Regions from separate parts of the Sus scrofa genome. Here region 1 is linked to region 2. The links are chromatin contacts, called in public Hi-C maps. All regions are on one chromosome and are shown on one strand. The core of a region is the stretch at or near the end of the contact, and the rest is flanking DNA. Distances in the headings are between cores, read along the strand shown. Region 1 overlaps NPAS2 (neuronal PAS domain-containing protein 2). Region 2 overlaps NPAS2 (neuronal PAS domain-containing protein 2).

Region 1 (6,074 bases), core at 3,407-5,906, 87 kb after region 2:
AGCACATGGAAGAAGTACTTGATGAAGCATACTTCATTCTGGGAAGAAGGAAGACCACCAGAACCAGTCCTGGGACCACTAAACACCAGCTTTGAAAGACCATGCAAGCTTGCCTCTACCCTGATCCTTATCTATGGCCCTGTTTTTCCACTCCCCAGACTATAAAACCACCTCCTAACCCCTTCTAAGGGGAGCACAGTCTTTAAGGCATTAGCTTGCTGTGGCCCCCTTTGCCTGGCAAAGCAAAAAAGCTATCGTTTTCTCCTTCACCCAAAACTCTGTCTCCGCATTTCTATTCAGCAACCGCAGACAGAGGCCGAGGTTCAGCACCATTAATAGGAATAGCTCATAAGTTTGTTATTAGAAAGCATCCTGGGGAGTTCCCATAGTAATGCGGCAGAAAGGAATCTGACTAGGAACCATGAGGTTGTGGGTTCGATCCCTGGCTTAGATCAGTGGGTTAAGGATCTGGTGTTGCCCTGATCTATGGTGTAGGTTGCAGACGCAGCTCAGATCTGGTGTTGCTGTGGCTGTAGTGTAGGCCTCTGCTGCAGCTCCAATTCCACCCCTAGCCTGGGAAGCTCCATATGCTGTGGGTGTGGCCCTAAAAAGACAAAAAGAAAGAAAGAAAGAAAGAAAGAAAGAAAGAAAGAAAGAAAGAAAGAAAGAAAGAAAAAGAAAGAAAGAAAGAAACGTCCTGCATCTTCACATACATGTAGCAATTAGTAATTTAAAAAAAAAAAAAAAAAAAAAAGAGTTTCTTGTTGTATTTTGTGGCAGATTTGCAAAATAACCTGAGAGGAAGGCAAGGCCGAATTGATGACTGTGTTGCAGCTGAGAAAGTGGAGGCTCAGAGAGGTGAGGGGCTGTTGGACTTCCTCAGATAGGACAGGGGTCAGCGGGAGTACCGCTCAGGTCTCTGCCTCCAGCCTGCTCTCTGCAGAGACCTGGGAGGCAACCAGGAGGCAAGATGCCCCAGAGCAAAGAGCCAGAAGCTGGTCCTTGACAAGGGAGCAAGACTCTATTCCAGGCTGGTCTGGTCTATTCATTTACATGTTGCCTGGGGCCCAACCCGGCTTTACAGCCCCAGGAAGGCAGTGGCCTAAGGGAGCCATGGCCCCAGGTTCAGAAGGATCTCAAGAATTCTATTATAAAAGAATACGATGCCCACAAATGTTTGTTTACATTTGTATTACAGAACATTTGCAAATCTATGCAAGAGATTTAGAGTATAATGAACACCCCAGTGTTGATCCACCAGCTCCAACAATCCTCATTCCACACCAACCCCATCTACACCTCTGACCATTTCTCTGCTCTCTGAATTTTTTTTTAAGGAAATACTTGGGAAATTAACAACCAATACAGACTCCCCCGGGGGCTGTGCAGATTCAGGGCCAGGAGGACTGGAGTGGCTGGGGACTTGTTATTCCCATGGCTACCCCATCCCCTCCACCAGGTAATGGGGAAGGATAGACACCCCAGGGGCTGCTGAGCTGGGTGACCGCTGAAGACTCTGCCACTTGCCGTGGAGGAATCTGTAAGTGACAACCGGGGAGTTCTATGGAGGGACGTGTGCAGACCCTTCAGCTCAGCAGGCATGTAGGAGGTTTCAGAGGGTCGAGGGACCGCACAGGCAGGCGCAGGAGCAGAGGAGAGCCTGGGGGAGGGAGTCCAGTCCTCCAGGACTGAATGAAGGCTTTCCTGAGAGAGGATGCTCCACGCAGCCATAGGGGGCCTCATCGCTGGGCGGGTCACTAAGCAGCCTAATGATCTGTGGTCACCCTCCAATCGCCTCCATTCCCCCCGGCCCTCCTCATGGACAGGAAGCCTCTTATGCATCTTTATTTCCCCAGAGCCTAGCACGGTCACTACCAACGCAGGCTGATCATGTGAAATTGATTACATCCAACTGATCTTTAACCTCAAAATATCCACCTTAAATGAAATAACGCCATTTGCAGCAACATGGACAGACCTAGAGATTATCATACGAAGTGAAGTCAGAAAAGGAAAGACAAATACCACATGGTATCACTTATACAGGTGGAATCTAAAATGTGGCCCAAATGAACATAACTATGAAACAGAAACAGACTCACAGACAGAGAGAACAGAGCTGTGGTCACCAAGGGTGGGGGATAGGGGAGGGGTGGATGGGGGTCTGGGATTAGCAGATACAAACGATTAAATATTGAACGGACCTACTGTACAGCACAGGGAACTACATTCAATATCCTGTGATCAACCCTAATGGAAAGGAATATACAAAAGAATGTATGTAACTGAATCACTTTGCTGTATAGCAGAAATTAACACGTTATAGATCAACTACCTCCTTTCATGAAAAAAACCCACTTTATGACTCCACCTCATATACAGCTGATAGTCAAGAATGTCCAGTGAAGGAATAAGACTAGACAAGGTTATAACAGCTCTCTGACATGCCAAAGCTAGTATTTCTTTCTTTCTTTTTTTTTTTTGGTCTTTTTAGGGCCACACCTGTGGTGTATGGAGGTTCTCACACGAGGGGTTGAATTGGAGCTGTAACCACCAGCCTACACCACAGCTACAGCCACACCGGATCCGAGCCTCATCTGCCACCTACACCACAGCTCATGACAATGCCAGATCCTTAACCCACTGAGAGAGGCCAGGGATCGAACCCAAATCCTCATGGATACTAGTTAGGTTCGTTTCCATCGCACCATGACGGCAACTCCCAGAGCTAGTATTTCTGACCAAGCTAGGACTTCTGGTCAACCCGACAGCAGTGTAAAGCGGCTGTGAGACTTGCATCTCCTGCCGAGGCGGCTGACGTAATGTATACAGAAGTGCTTCGCTGACGAGGATGATTATTACACGCTCAGTGAGTGCTAATGATTATTCCAATTATTGTCCAGAGCCAGACAGCTCCCCAGAGGCAGAGCCAGGATTGGAACCCAGGGTGGCCTGGCTCCAATCAGGCTGCCTTGCCAAGCAGTGTCTGTCCTGGAAATGCAGTAACCAGAGGCCTCTGAAAGGAGACCTGGCTCAACAGGGTGAGCACATGGACATGGGAAAAATAGAAACCACTTGGGAAGTCCTAGACAACAAGTTATTCCAGGGTAAGGAACAAAACCGAAGCTGCTGGTCTGAGCAGGTTTAGCAGGATGCAGCTGCATCTCAGGAAGGGTCTGGTCCCCAGCTGCCTGGCTGGCTGGGCTCTCACCTGTGCGGTGAGGACAAGCATGGTTCAGATGGTGGGACCACATGCCCCTGTGGGACGGGGAGGACACAATTCCTTACCTCTTTGCTCTGTCTTTCTCATCTTCATCCATGAGATTTCCTCTGCAGTTTTTCCTGCAAAAAAGAACATTCGATTACAGTCTGATTCTCAACCATTCTTATAGGTCTTCCTGGCCGTCCTCGGTTTGGTCTGATCTAAATCACATGCCTTAATCCACAGTCCTCAAACCTCCTGGTTCCAGCAACCCTCTCACCCTCAAAAAGTACAGATGACGCTGAAGAGCTCTTCTGCAGGTGGGTAAAAACAGAGAACTCTTAAATATACAATATTCCACTAGGCATCAGAGAGATGGAGTGGAAAGATCTCAAAGAGCTTCTGAGAAAGTTCACCATATACACATGGGAGGAAATAGGCCCATGGTGGGTTAATATTCGGAAAACTCTTATGACCTCGCAGAACCCCCCGGGGGTCCCTAGGTCACACTTTGAGAATGGCTTTCCAGATCCCGCTCAACAAAGCATCTGTTTGTTTCAAACCTTGAACCTGCAAGCTGCCCAGGACATTCTAGAGGGAGAGCATGTGTCTGTGCATCTGCTCATTCAAATGCACAAACTCCTCTGATGCAGCCTGGAGGGATCGGGACCCCAGAGAAGCAGGATGGCTGTGCTTTCTTTAAGGCACGTGTACCCCCTAGACAGTCAAGACACACAGATGTGAAAAACGGAGTAACAATCAGACGTCTTTGCAGCCCCAGCTCCTCAGAGAACTACCTTGTGGTCTGGGCCTCTACCCTCCTGGGACACTGGCTCAAAGCTTCTTTTCAGGTCCACTGACCTGGTGTCCTTTAGCTCACGCAGGCTTGGGGGCGGGGGGGCTCCCTCACCCCTTAGAGCCATATCCCTGATTTGTTTTTCTTCACACATCTGCCTCCTCAGGCCTCCATGCAGAAAGACTTTCAGGGTGTCCCAGAGCCCCAAGTTGATCCCAGAGGCACAGTGTGATGAAGAAGATAAGCTTGGGGACCCTGGAGAAACTGAGTCACCATGGACCACACACTTCTGTTCCCAAAACGGGGGTCTGACATCAGAATCCCAAAATCACCAAACACGCCTAAGTTTACTCCCAAAGTCCACATTCCAGGTAACGGTTTTTTTTTTTTTTTTTTTTTTTTTTTTTTACCGGTAAAGGAATCTTTTCTCCAAGATAACTCAGTTTGGTGGTTTTGGTCTGCCCAGGCATGAGTCTGAGCCAGAGAGGAGGAGGAATTTTGCAGCCACAGCCCCTGTTTATGTTTAACCCCCATTTGTTAAATAGCAGGCATAACTGAGCAAGAGTTTTGCAAGAGTCGCCACTGAGCAGTCGAGGCTTGGGTCATAGTTAAAACGGGGTTAGCACATCTGCAGACAGGCATCTGCCTAATGTTTTCCAGATGGAATCTGGTGAAAGCTCAAAGATGTGAACAACGGGGTGCATGCGTGGAACGATGGGCTACCCCAGGTCTGCGCTCCAAGCAAAGAGGCAAAGTGGTGGCTGCCTGTGGGTGGAGGAGGGCACGAGCCAGGATCCAGCCACGGAAAAGGGGGAAAGCCACGCCTTTCACCAGGTGCCCCTGGCAGAGCACTTTACGGGAGGATTTGGGCTTTGGCCTGCTTTGTGGAGGATCTGGGACCCCGTTAGGATGCTTGGAGCTGCTGCGTCATACCCCAAACAGTTACAGATGACTAATAGCTATTCCTTATCAACCACATCATTTCCGATTTCGCTCTCTTTGTCCTTAAACCCTTCCTGAATTCTTGAAGCCCTGATGGTCCACACCCACGTCCTCTTCTCTCCCATCCCTCCCATTTACTGCCACTTGACCCCAGGCTAAGATGCTCTGCTCCACTTGTTGGGAGAAAAAGGCCCCTGAGCTTCGATCTCCAGGAGCACTCGCCCTGGAAGCTCTGCATCCATGTCCTAATCTGCGGTTTGTCACATCTGCTGTTGTTGTCTCCCAGGTCTGTCTCATGTTTGCTTATTTTTTTTATTAAAAAAAAAAACAATGAAGTACACCAAAGGTACAATTTACCACTGTTAAGTCTATAGTTCACATGAGGTGGCGGGTTCGGTCCCTGCCCTTGCTCAGTGGGTTAACGATCCAGCGTTGCCCTGAGCTGTGGTGTAGGTTGCAGACGCGGCTCGGATCCCACGTTGCTGTGGCTCTGGCGTAGGCCGGTGGCTACAGCTCCGATTCAACCCCTAGCCTGGGAATCTCCATATGCCGCGGGAGCGGCCCAAGAAATAGCAACAACAATGACAAAAGACAAAAAATAAATAAATAAAGAGTATTTTTCTACCTGTTAAAAAAAAAAAAAAAAGTCTATAGTTCAGTGGCATTGAATACATTCATATTACTGTGCAACCACCATTCCCACCCATCTCCACAATTCTTTGCATCTTGCAAGACTGAAGTTCTGTTCTCATTAACCACTGATTCCCCATTCCCCCTGCCTGAGTCCCTGACAAGCACCCTTCTACTTTCTGTCTCTAGATTCTGATGACTCTAGAGCCCGCAATCATCCAGGGCTTATCACACTTAGCGTAATGTCCTCCAAGGTCATGATGACTTAGCCTGTATCCGAACTCCCGCCCTTTGTAAGGCTGAGTCATGCTCCAGGGTACCTATGGACCACCTTTTGTTTATCCATCATCCATAGGCATCTAGACTCTGGGTCGCTTCCCCCGTTTGACTCCTGCGAGGAGCACTGCTATGAACATGGGGGTACCTCCTTCCTTGTATTTTTGAGTCACTTCAGGATATGGAGGAGCTGGAAGGAGCCCAAGGCACACAAGGAAGAGGAAAAGA
Region 2 (6,547 bases), core at 2,947-5,446:
AAGAACAATAGTGCCAGGTAGTGCCACGTGCGGGGACCCACGCGGGGCAGTTCCAGACCCGCAGAGGCAGGACGCTGGCTTCCTCATAACACACCACATAGTGCAGAGGTTGTGATTGCTCCAGGTCCACAGCCAGATGCTAGTGGGGCCCGCACTGTGAACCCAGGGCCTCGGAAGGTGGGTGAGGCCAAATGGCTTTGCTGGGAACTTGCCTGCCCCCACCCCTGCCCAGTTCCACCCCAATCAGAGCAGCTTTGACATCAGACTGTATTTAAAAGTGCTGCTGCTGAAACACTGGTGTTTAAGAATACCCACGCCATATCAGGCCGCATTATAAAAGTCTTAATCAGAATCTCACTCCTCAAAGCACCCAGCTCGGATTTTGCCAGAGAAGCTATTTCAGGTGGCTGCTACAAAGGCAGGGGAAGTTTAAGGTGTGTGGTCCAGGTCTGATTGGCTCCCAAGGGAAAGAGTGAGGGCCCAGTGTTCTCGAGGTGCCAGCCGTGAGCTTCCAAAGGGTTAGTTACTTCTGGTATTACTCTTATTTTCTCAAGACATTTCAGGACACCCAAGCATTAGTCTCTTGTTACATTCCTGATTGTAGCCTTTAAAAAAAATTCACTGACATGGAGTTCCCACATTTGTGCCATGGGATCAGTAGCGTCTCTGGAGCGCTGGGACGCAGGTTCAATCCCTGGTCTGACACAGTGGGCTAAGGATCTGGCGTTGCCACAGCTGCAACATAGGTTACACCTGTGGCTCCGATCTGATCCCTGGCCATGCCATGGGGCGGCCAAACAACAACAAAAAAATTACTTTTTTTTTTTAATTGTAGTGTTGACTTACAATATTGTGTTAATTTCCACTGTACAGCAAAGTGATTCAGATTTATATATATATATATATATATATATATATATATATATATATACACACTCCTTAATATTCTTTTCCATTATGATTTAATATAGGACATTGAATATACTTCTCTGTGCTATACAGTAGGACCTTGTTTATGCCCTCGTGTCTAATAGCTTACATCTGCTAACCCCAATCCCCTCCCCCTTGGCAACCAGAAGTTAGTGACCTTTTTTCCTTTTTTCTTTTGTGTGCCCCATGGCATATGGAGTTCCCGGGCCAGGAATCAGATCTGAGATGTGGTTATGACCCAAGCCGCAGCTAAAGCAACGGCAGATCCTTAACCCGCTGTGTTGGGATCAAACCTGCCTACCACTGCTCCTGAAATGCTGCTGATCCTGTTGTGTCACAGCAGGAAATCCAGTGGACTTTTTGATAAAGAGAATTTATTTATTTTCTTCTGTTTTAGGGCTGCACACAAGGCATATGGAGATTCCCAGGTTAGGAGTTGAATTGGAGCTACAGCCACTGGCCTATACCACAGCCACAGCAATGTGGGATCCTAGCTGCATCTGTGACCTACATCATAGCTCACAGCAATGCCAGATCCTTAACCCACTGAGCGAGACCAGGGACCAAACCTACAACCTCATGGTTACTAGTCAGATTCATTACCACTGTGCCACAATGGGAACTCCTTGATAAAGAGATTTAGCCTAACTTAGAAACATGTTAGCCACATGCTATGAAGCAAGACCACCACTTACACAGATAACCACCTCCTAAATTGTGGATTTTGTTTTTGTTTTTCCCTTTCCTTGATAGGATGCTCTAGTGAAAACATCAGTGAGGGGAGAAAGAGAACATTTTAGAATCTCCTTGTTTGCATTAATGGGCGTGAGAACTGGCTGACTCGAAAGGCTAGTATTATGCAAGAACATCTTAAAAATATGGCTACTATTAAGTATAATATGCCTAATAGGCTAAGAAGTGTTCCTGTTCATTAAAATGAGGTTCAATACAGGAAAACTTAGAATTCCAAAAGGGCTTTAATTGCACCTCAACTTATTATAAAACAGAGTTATTCTTTCCAATTCTGGATCCAAAACTTGAAGGAATTCTCATTTCATGTGTCTTTAGATTAAACTTGTTCATTTCATACCAACTGTGCCTTGGAAATTTGAAGAGAAAAAAAAAGTTCTTTTTTTTTTCCTAATGAGGATGAATATAGCTCATTGTAATTAGTCAACTCTGGATGGGTAGCTTTTACGTCCTTACTTACGCCTAACTCTGGCAAGAAGCACGTGCTAGCACGCGTCTTTCTTATTCCGGAAAAACTCGTGAGGTTGCTGTTAATGGGACGTATGTTCAGAAAGAGTTTTCATCAGTGGTGACAGATCTGCCCCAAGACAGACGTCCACACTTTGGCAAGAATGTGGCCAAGGGCACGTGTTAGTGAACTGCCCCCTGGGAACTCCTGTGTCCAGAGAGGAGGTAAAACTCGATATTCCATAAAAAGATTGAAATCAGAGCTCTGGCCAGTCAGCTCAGCTCAGCTGCCCTGTTGTGACACAGACTGGATGGCCATTGTTTCATGCAGCCTCTGGCCAGCCCTCAGCTTGTCAGAAATTTTCCTAACGCCCTGCTGAAACACATACCCAGGTCCCTCTTCCCTGCTGACCCCCTGACCTCTCCATCTGGTAACTTCCTACCCATCCTTCCAGGCCCAGCTCAGGTGTCACCTCCTCCAGGAAGCCACCCTGGACTTCCCCGGGCAGAATGCTTTACTAGGTCTATAAAAACACTTGTCCTGGGAGTTCTCTGGTAGCTTAGAGGTTAAGGACTTGACATTGTCACTGCTGTGGCGTGGGGTTGATCCCTGGCCTGGGAACTTCCACATGCCACTGAAAAACTCCCGCATGCCTACCATGGCGGTTTCTCTGTTTACATGCCCACTGTGCCCTTGAACTCTGAGACTAAGAGCGAGGACTGTGCTAGGAGGATCTCTGCATCCCTCACAGGCACTCACTGACTGACCCAAATAGTAACTCGCTGAATGCTGTTGAAACAAGGAAGGAATTACTCAGCAAAGCCCTGAGCCTTCATTTTAAAAAAGCCCAAATGTGATATTTATAGTACTGGACACATGGCTTTTAGATCCTTGCAGAGTCTTCTTATAACAATTGGCCGGATTCCTCTAACACTTGGCCTGTTCTAAAATGTCATGGCCAATTAGGGGTCGTAAAAAAAGAGAGGAACATGGAAAAGTGACAGAGAGATGAAGACAGACTGTTAAAGGGATTGAGAGACAGATGCTGGAGTGGAGAAGCGGGAGGGAGGGTGGAGGTGAGAAGGGCGGGAGGGGCAGGGGCTCGGTGCTCCCCACCTGCACACGGGGAGGAAGAGTCCCCACTTGGGGGCCTTGGTCTGGACCCTGCATGTAGGCGCCAGCACACCCACACCCTCAAGAGACGCTACCATCCTGTCTTGGGGAAGTGTTGCCCCGGGTTTCCCTCGCCCCGAGTTCCAGACTCACCTGTGCCATGGGGGCAGGTGAGCTCTGCAAAACCGTCTGGGGCAGGAGCTGCTGTGTGAGGTCACAGGAGGATGGGGCAGGCAGGGGAGCCTGGGGAAGAGAGAGGGGCTTTGCTGACAAACACAGCCGCTTTGGGGCCATAACAGAACGGACGGGGCGCTGTCTCTCAGCCGGCTGCGTCCTCTGGCTTCCAGGAGGCCCCTCTGCCCTAGAGCAGATTGCTCACTCCTGGAAGGTACATCCTTCCCAGAAAAGGTGGGGCCACAGGCTGCGCTGCTGCCCTTGTGGGACACAGAGTCAAGGCTGCTACTCCTGGTGAAGGATGCGGGGCCTCCCGCAGCTCCATACCTTCTCCCCCATCTCCTGCCTCCTGTTTAGGCTCCATTCTTAGTGGATTTGGTCACTCTTCTCCCAAACTGATAAATTCCTTTTTTTTTTCTCCTTTTTAGGGTTGTACCTGTGACATATGGAGGTTCCCAGACCAGGGGTTGAATCAGAGCTGTAGCTGCCGGCCTACCCCACAGCCACAGCCATGAGGGATCTGAGTTGAGTCTGTGACTTTCACCACAGCTCACGGCAACACTGGATCCTTAACCCAGTGAGCGAGGCCAAGGGTTGAACCCACATTCTCATGGATACTAGTTGGGTTCTTAACCTGCTGAGCCACAACGGGAACTCCCCAAATCGATAAATTCTTAGCAGTGTTGTCTAACAGAAAAAATGGGGACTAATAACCAGTGTTGGTTTGCGTGGCCTTTCACTGACCACTATAGCAGATGGACAGACCGCAGTACGTGTGTCTATCTGCTGACTCACACAGGCAGGGAATGTTGCAGCAATTTGGCCAGACTCTGCCTGGAATCTGATAAAGGGGGTCTTGGAAGGTCAACTGAGTCATAGACCTCGTTCCCTGGTCCCTTGGGTGGGCCAGGGCCTGGGAGAGGGGGAGACAAAGTGGAGACACAAGAAACCTCAGCCTCTTTTAAAACTTTCCTCTTCTAAAAAAACCTTTTTAAAAAAGTTTTAAAACTTTTAAAATTCTTGAGAGTCAAAAGAGTCTTCTTAAGTTTTTCCCCAACTGTCCTAGGCCCTCGGGACTATCAAAGTGGCCCCAGTGGAGAGCCACCCCCAGGATGACATCAGGAACCAGCGCAGCAGGGACGGAAGAATCGTGCCACCCAGAGCAGCAAAAATCGGTGTACAGCCAATATCAGAGGAGTGACCGTCATAGCTCATAGGCCTGGTGGAAGGTGGCTGGAGACAAAGAAAGTGGTTTTTGTCATGTTCTGTTTGAAAGTAGAACATGTCACCCAAGCTGTTCGGCGGGGAGTGTATGACTTTTGTGGTGATGGCAAGAAGGAAGGGGACACTTTCCGTCCGTCTCCAGAATGGCCTCAAGGGATCAATCTGAGGTGGTTAGTCACTACCTGGATGTGGCCCCTAAAATTTGGGGACACTTCTGCCATGGACAGCGAGGTCTGTGTCCCTCTCTGTGGGTGAGCTTGTGGCTGCCAGGACCCAGAGGTATAACGGAGGTGACCTTGCGGGACTTCTAAGGCCAGGTCATAGGAAGCCATGCAGCTGCTGCCTGACTTTCATGGAAAACGCCCTCTCCAAGTGTCTCCTCTTGGCACCCAGAGGGTGGAGAAGGCTAAGTCCCGGAGAGGCCCATGCCAGCCCGCGGAGGACGCTGTTAGCTGGGTCCAGCCTGCAGCTAGGGATGAGGACACTGGAGGCGTGGATGCCCAGCCCTGGCTGGGGAGGCCTCTGACACCAGGCAGCAGGGATGAGTCACCGGCACCTGGCCCTTGCTGAATTCTTGCCCCTAAAGCTGAGAACCTGGAAGATGGCCCTTGCTTTTTTTTGCCACTGAGTTTGGTGTGGTTTATTCCATGGTGATGGCTAACAGAAGTTATCTTTCATCCGTGATTTTGCACGCAGCCTGGGGACTTTCTAGGAGCCTGCTCGCTCCTGGCTGTTCTGGAGAGGCTGGCATATGTCAGGGACACAATCTGATCTGTGCACAGGGACACTGTTGTTGACACCAATCCTCTCAAACATTTTCACTGGAGGGAAATGGGATCCCAAACCAGAGGCTCTTAATCATGTGTCCCCAGGTTTGAGGTTTTGAGCTTTCTCTTTAAAACGCCTTTGGATTTTGCACTATACAACCATGTGAATTTGGAATAAAAATATTTCAAATTAGTTACCTCTTAAACTACTTAGCCTCCCATCCCTGTCTGCTGTCCATACTCTCTAGGTAACAGTTGCTTTTCTGGGAAGATGCAGCACAGTCCTGCGGCCTTGAAAAGTTCAAGGTCATACACGTACCGGCATGGGGGCTGCCTGGTTGAGCCCTGGTCCGGGGAGCTCTGGGGCTGATCGTGGCAAAGCCGTGGTGCTGGTGTCCGACCTCAGCTTGCTCGGGGTGGCTGCAAAAAGGCAACAGTTACCTTTCCAGCTTGCATACACTCAGCAGCTTTCCTATCAAAAGAGGACAATGACCACACTGTGCACGAAACAAGGGCCTGACTGGAATCTGATGAAGGGAACCCAGCAGGGATGGAGGTGGTTCTGAGAAGCACAAATGTCCTGCCAGCCTCCAACCTCACTTGGGAGCAGGCAGATGACAGCAGAGCATCCCCAGAGCATCACCATAGGGTTCAGCCACCTGCTTGATCACACCACCACCAGGTCTGCCTATCACCTGTCTGTGTCACCTTCATGTAGCCATGGAGGAACCAGAGTGTGGGGAGGTGGGAGTCAGGAAGCCAGCGGGGGTGGGAGGCAGGGAGGCAAGGAGTTGGTACCTGATGGCAACCTCTGCTTTGTGGCAGGACCACCCTGCTTCTCTTGTGGGTGGAGCCCTCGTGGGACTCTATACACCACCCCCCATCGTTCTGGCAGAATCACACTCACAGGGGGGCTCCGACATGGCTGTGCGCGAGGATTTGTGGGAACTTCTTGAGGATGCCGATGGTGAGTGGCTGGTGTTAAGGCCCGCGGTGCCCACATCGAGTGCATTAAAGTGCTGCTGAGGTTCCAGGCTGGAGCCCTTGTCCTGAAACACACATGTGCACACGTGCATACAAGCACATACACACACATGCACAGAGTCCATATTTCAGCATCAAGATCATGGCCATGAATCAT

Evidence for each region. Hi-C and Micro-C count contacts between places; a contact is called where the count stands out from the background.
Region 1: a contact with region 2 is called in a Hi-C map of embryonic fibroblasts, with 4 times the contacts expected there. A contact is called at or near these places in 5 of 47 Hi-C or Micro-C datasets (alveolar macrophages, embryonic fibroblasts and heart right ventricle).

The regions. Positions count from the first base shown.
Region 1 is chr3:53,403,410-53,409,483 of Sscrofa11.1, forward strand. NPAS2 (neuronal PAS domain-containing protein 2) reads right to left here. Exons shown (of 21, transcript XM_021087167.1): 2 at 3,289-3,342. The coding sequence starts at 3,320. Among named protein-coding and RNA genes, the nearest start is that of NPAS2, 84 kb to the right of the region's middle.
Region 2 is chr3:53,317,060-53,323,606 of Sscrofa11.1, forward strand. It overlaps NPAS2 (neuronal PAS domain-containing protein 2), which reads right to left. Exons shown (of 21, transcript XM_021087167.1): 13 at 6,314-6,455; 14 at 5,726-5,826; 15 at 3,395-3,484. Among named protein-coding and RNA genes, the nearest start is that of RPL31, 25 kb to the left of the region's middle.